2 separate regions of the Mus musculus genome follow, and region 2 is linked to region 1. A link is a contact called in public HiChIP or PLAC-seq data. All regions are on one chromosome and are shown on one strand. Each heading gives the region's core, a stretch centred on a gene start, on an enhancer-like site or on the middle of the called end of the contact. The rest is flanking DNA. Distances are from core to core; before and after follow the strand shown.

Region 1 (3,110 bases), core at 393-2,892:
AGTGTGAGACGTATCTGTGAGAGTGACAAGATGTCACTACTGGATTAAAAATTACATACAGAATTTATGTGTAAAAAATGCTCACTTATGCATAATCACTATGATAAGTTTGTAAAGAAGAATTTGGCTATAAAGAAGCAATGGTATCTAAAATCTTTAAGGGACTCTGCAGTCCCATGTTCCTAGAGGCAAAGCAAGAGAAAGTGCCATTATTAGCAAGCAGCAGCATACTGTAGGAAACCTTACAGATATTATACATGAAACACTAATATTCTTGTACCTACAGCCTAAAAAAACCAAACCCACCCTCATTTTCCAAGATTCTGATGTCTAAATCCTCTTATTAAAAAATAAGCTCCCGACTTGCTATTCTTACCCAATAACGAAGATCGGTTTGTTATGGGTCTCCCCAAATGACTAGCCTGGTTTCCAATTATTCTTGGATAATTTGAAGGTACTCATACCTGTTAAATGCTGAACAGAAAATCCAATCGGTTCACTCCATGACTATCCTGTTCACACCCCAGTTCTTCAATAGCTTTAAGGTGTCAGAAGTTAAATCCCTTGCTGATAAGCAAAACTTTTTAATTACGTTTTAATTACAAAAAAGGGAAGGAGATGCTGGCATGGGCGTAGTGTGGACTTTCACATACTCACAATAGAGCCTCTTTCCGGAACAGGCTACCTAAAGCAGCATTGTGGTAACAGAAGTACTAGCCAGCACACTGCTTACTGCTTTTAAGCAAAGTGTTCACTACATAAAGCTGTTTCCCCCTTTCCTTAAACACTATTAAAGCCTTGGATGCACTCAGAAAGAAAAAATAGAGAGGGGGAAAAAACCTACAATATTTAAGTCATGCTTCAATATGCCATATTTTAACACAAAGTTCTAAGTCTGCCCCAGCATGGTGTGAACACAATGGGAAGAAAAGGCAACATCAACAGCGCATTCCCACTAACATCACACAATAAGGATCACTCATGCTTATTATATAAATAACTAGCAACACAACTTACCTTATGACAAGGTAGGGGCAGGTAGGGGGAGCATACAGTGTGGGTAAACCAGGTGAGTGACTCACCACGGAACACATCGGGGCTGAGTCTCAAGCACAATCCCAAGGTTTTAAGAGAGGGATTTGGGACCTTCTTCTCAAACAGTTGTCATTCATACCTCCGGTTCCTCCCTGAAATATTCAAATACTGATTGGCATGCTGTCTCCATGCTATAAGGACAATTCCAGAAACCCCAGTGTCTGCTAAATGATTCCGCTCTGTTCCCCAGGGAGGATGGATAGCCCCGTGCCACCTCCTCAGAATGGCATAGTCACCCCAAGACGAATGAGCAGGGCACTCTGCCAGACAGAAAGTTCTCTTTAGCACAGACTTCTGTGCGCTGAGCAGACACAAACACAGCCAAGTAGCCTAAAAGCCTTGATGCATCAAGGAATCAGGCACACAGCCTTTCTGAAAGAGCTACGTGGAGTGGCTGCCGGCTTTACTACCTGAGATTCAATCGGAGAGGTTCTTAATGTTCCACAGGGATCACAAATCCAGGAAAAGAATTTCTTATGGAGGAAACACAACACAACACGTGCATGTGCACTCGCGCACGCGCGCGCGCGCGCGCGCACACACACACACACACTTGCACGCACTCATGCACGAGCACGACATGCGTACGCACACACACCCCATCCCGGCTGGCTTGTTAAATCCTTCTCCCAGCACCAAATCTGCCCTCTCCTCAAATAGACCCAGGCCTGTATATTTTAAAATTTAAGAAGTGTATAAATTAACAAGTCACTGCTTGCCATTTTCCCTCAAAAGGCATTTAGGACAAAGCATTAGGAAAAAAGTAAAAATATAAAAAAATACAAAGATGAAAAGCCGACGAAAGAGACATTGTAACTTAGAAGACCGATCTCTGCCAGACTGTGTGAACCAAGGGAGCACACACAGTACACCACTTTTGTTCTGTCTTGAGAGAGATCCACGGACAGGGCACCAGCAACACACAATGGGTATTTAAGCCAGTCAGTCTTAGCAAATTAGGTAAATTAGAGATCATTCGATGGCATTCTATTGTTGCTATTGTAATCACAGTCATTTTCCCCGGTGACGGTGCTTCCTGATGAAGTGCAGTCCTCAGAGTGTAATTGTGAAAGATACTGAACGATTCGGGGGGATGCGACATCTGCTTTTAAAAGCTCTTCAGATTCAAATTGGCATTTTACTTTATCTTGAAAATTTATTAGAGATTCAGCTCATGCCCGGTTTAAATGGGAAGGTGAAGGCAGGGTAGTTTCCATCTATGAATTATTCAATCTCTGCCTGGCAAGATTGCCATCCATGAACGGATGCTCTGACAGTCCCTTCGCACAGCCTCCATTACGCTTGTCATTTTTATTTCTTTATCTACGATCTCTTTCTCAGTTACCCGGCTACTCCCTTAGGGCTTGGCTTCACAAACCCAGTATTTCAAATTGGCAATAACCACAGTGTGCTGCTTTCTCCAATCGGCGTCTCCACAGGCTGTCATTTTTCTTTTTCTTTTTCTTTTTCTCCCGCAAATCATTAAAAGCCACATCCACAATGATCTCTCTTAGGCTCTTTGGTTTGATGAATTTTACACACACACACACACACACACAGAGAGAGAGAGAGAGAGAGAGAGAGAGAGAGAGAATCGCTGCAAAAAAGAATTATGTTCTTCTAGCATCACAAGAGAAGTCAAGCGTTCTTTTTTGTTGTCAGAGTGACCCATCCTGGGAATTAGCATAGCATCACACAGGAGGGAGCCAAGGCTATTGCAGGCTTGCTGGCATCCTGATTTGCAGCCCAACTTGATGAAGGCTCCAAGACTAATCCAGACCATTGTGTGCTTAGCAAGCACAATTAGTTAGGAAAATAAGAAGTCATTAGATGACCGAAATTAGACTGTCAGTCTTCCAGGCTCCACCTGCACACAGACCAAAGTCCCAACGACTCTCCACTTGATGGCTGTTTGTGTCCCTGCTAGCCGACAGCTGTCCTGCATCCAGAGAGGACTAAGATTGAGTTAGGCCAATAAATCTGGTTTCTCCTTTAAAGCATGATCTAACTGAGGA
Region 2 (3,110 bases), core at 248-2,747, 350 kb before region 1:
AAGAGAGGAAAGTAGTGTTCACTTCAGAAAGTAGTGTTTCTATGCAAACCCCAAGGAGTCTCTATGAAGTCTCAGACCAGTCACTGGGAAAAAGGAAAGGTCTGACTTTGTGTGACTTTAGGGTGGCAGGAATATGTGCTTGAGCACAGGGCATATGAGAGGAGCATGGATGGGCCTAGTACTGGTTAGGACCATAAAACAGGGACTATGGTCTAGCACAACTCTGGAGTCCCAAGTCCTTTACCACATATTAGAAGGCCTTGTAGGATTTAAGTGCTCCCCAAAGGCTATTTCAACTATGTACTGTCCCACACAAAATATTATAGCCTTCAAGTGTCTGGACAACTTTCAGTCTAGCTTCAGTGGTCCCAGCGTCTCCTGGTGCCTGCCATACAGTAGTCCTAGAGGAGTTTGGAAAGCCCAGACAGACTGCATAGGTTTTCCCAGGCAGGCCAGCCAGTTGGCTGCTTTTTCCTGTGCCATTCTGGGAGCTGCAGCAAAGGTTCCTGTCTGCATCTGTGATAAACAGCTCTCCTAGAGCGGCCACAGACCTGGCTAGATTTGGCTTCAGTCCACAGTGCAATATTGTGCTTGGCAGCTGAAGCCATTATGGGAAAGGGGGGGGAAAAATCAAAGAACTCTCGCACCAAATTTCCTTTTGAGAAGGGCATTACTGATCAAAAAGTAGTGTTCAGAACTGATAATTGCTTAGATTAAATGACTGTGTCATTTTTTTTTATTCATCTTCTGGCTCAGCCCTTACCCCAGAATAGATGAATATTAGAATTCATTGAGACTTTTGGTTTTTTTAGCAATCACTCTAGAGAAATAAGTTTGTTTGCTTATTTGGTTCAGTGGGATCTTTTATTCTTGGTTTAAATATGTGCAAAAAAAAAAAGTCCCCTGTCCACAAGTCCTGTCTGTCTCCCCGTGTTGAATTTCATGTATTTTCACACTTGTCTGTCATCCAAAGGAAGCACAGAGACGAGGTCTGAACCAAGACTCTCATTTAAATTGCATGATGTGTGCATGTACGTGTGCACCCAGCTAATTACAGGTTGCAATAGAATGTGGTAGGATTTCAATTTCGCTTCATTATGTCTCAGACAGGGACATAACATTGAGAAGGAATTGCTAGGCTGGGGGAAGAGAAGCACATAGGTAGAAGTAAGTTTCTTTCAATGCAGACTTTTAAGGGGGATGGGATTTAGTTTGGGGTCTTGTTTTGTTTTGTTAGGTCAACAAAGACCTCTTTCGGTGGGAGTCCTATCAGATGGATAGCAGGACTTGCTTGTGCTTAAGAAGATCCATTGCCCCAGCAGAGAAGACTGAGAGTGCAGGTGTCTGGTCCTGCAAGTGGATTTTTCCCCCTACTGCCCAGATGCTTGGCTAACAAAGCAGAGGCTCTCCAGCTCTGGTCTCAGGGTCTCCCGGAGCTAAGCCTAGAAGCAAGGGAAAGGAAGGATAGCAGGAGAGAATAATTGCTATTCAGTCTTCTTTAATGAGATGTATGGCCCGCTGCTGAAAGATTGTGGCTGTGTCTTTTGTTATGCTAATTAGACACCATTAGAGCTTGGCAGTCTTTGATTTCTGCTTAATCCTCTCTGCTTCCTCGGCCTCAGTCCTGACTGGCAAATGGTTGGCAGATAGTGGGCTGTGTCTCACCACACTTGTTATTTATCACTCCTGTGTACACTGACTTCTCTGGTAGAGAGGTGGATAATAAAAGATTTATTTTACCAAAGCCGGTATGTGTTTTGGGCATTCTTTTTTTTTGGCTTAAAGTTTTTTGTTTTTTGTTTAAGTTTGGAAATGAGCATCCCCCTCTCTGCCTTTTTTAAGTTCCTCTGCTATTGCTGTTTCTGTGGCCACTTTTTCAGTCATAAAGAATATGTGACAGTTTGGATCATCTTTCTCCTAGTCCCAGGATGTCCCAAAAATCCCAGTGTAAAATCTCAAATTGATTACACCCTAAAATGTTAGGGAAGCTGTAATTTGGAGGGGGTTGGAGAGACGCAGGAATAATTTAATGGCCCAAACAACAATCGAGCCTGTCTTTACAATTTGCAGATACAGCTGCCTTCTTATCTAAGACTTACCTGAATGGCCCTCTTCTGAATAGTACAAGGGGTGGTGTGACCTGTGAGAGTCTCTGACAGCATCACAGTGATCTAGAGTACCCATGTGCAGGAAAAACTCAGGGTAAACTACAGATTTTTTTTTTAATTTCCTGCTAGCCATATTTTTTAAAATGTGCTCAAGTCCCCGTTCCGTGTGTGTGTGTGTGTGTGTGTGTGTGTGTGTGTGTTCCTAAATTCATGAATATAGCCTGCTTGATCTATATAATGTTACTTGTGTGCATATATTTTCAGGGCTAACCATTCAGTATTGGACAACCCATCCCTTCCTGTTCAGCTCATGAGACTTCATGGGTGTAGCTTATGACACTTCTAGGGAACAGAGTCTCTCAGAAAACTGCCCGTTCTGGCTCCTACAACCTTCCTGTCCCCTCTTCTCCAATGATCCTGAATCTTAGGTGTAGAAGTCGTGCTATAGATATCAGTTGGGACTAGCCTCCACAACTCTACATACCAATTGGGGGTGGTTTTCCATGGTTTTCCCTCTGTTGCAAAGAGACGCTTCCTTGGTAGGGATGAGAACTACACTTGTCCAGATAGACCTGGAGGAGGGTCCCCAGTACCACCTTTTAAAAGTGAAAAGAAACTGGTACACTTAGACTTAATCTTATATATAAGTCAGTTTACCAAAAGTGGTGTTTTAACAAGAAAACAGTCTAAGCCAGGCGTAGTAGTAGTGGCGCACACCTTTAATCCCAGCACTCAGGAGGCAGAGGCAGGCAGATTTCTGAGTTCGAGGCCAGCCTGGTCTACAAAGTGAGTTCCAGGACAGCCAGGGCTACAGAGAAACCCTGTCTCGAAAAACAAAAACAAAACAAAAAAAGAAAAGAGTCTAAAAACCAGTGTAGAATTTTACATGATTTTATTCATATTAACTTCTTGTTTTAAATAAAGGTCTCAGTTATACAGGCTAGTATCTCTCTCCTATAGCCAGGCACAACCTCGAACTTTTGATCCTCCTGCCTCCGTGTT

What was found. HiChIP or PLAC-seq counts read pairs in DNA pulled down with a chosen protein or histone mark.
Region 2: a contact with region 1 is called in an H3K4me3 HiChIP or PLAC-seq map of embryonic basal ganglia, with 4 times the contacts expected there. The contact joins the enhancer-like site here to the promoter of A330102I10Rik in region 1. A contact is called at or near these places in 1 of 484 Hi-C or Micro-C datasets (the N1E-115 cell line) and 4 of 115 datasets of contacts at active chromatin or transcription factors (embryonic basal ganglia, embryonic forebrain, embryonic hindbrain and 1 more).

What each region holds. Positions count from the first base shown.
Region 1 is chr13:29,014,787-29,017,896 of GRCm38.p6, reverse strand. It overlaps A330102I10Rik (RIKEN cDNA A330102I10 gene), which reads right to left and starts at 1,642. Exons shown (of 5, transcript NR_045074.1): 1 at 1,506-1,642; 2 at 1,018-1,187.
Region 2 is chr13:29,369,523-29,372,632 of GRCm38.p6, reverse strand. The region is part of intron 13 of Cdkal1 (CDK5 regulatory subunit associated protein 1-like 1); the gene reads left to right. Among named protein-coding and RNA genes, the nearest start is that of A330102I10Rik, 350 kb to the right of the region's middle. Within about 2 kb of position 1,497, at least 68 of the 459 cell types and tissues checked have an H3K27ac peak or open chromatin away from gene starts, as enhancers often do. A contact at or near this core is called in the N1E-115 cell line, embryonic basal ganglia and embryonic forebrain, where this site is marked.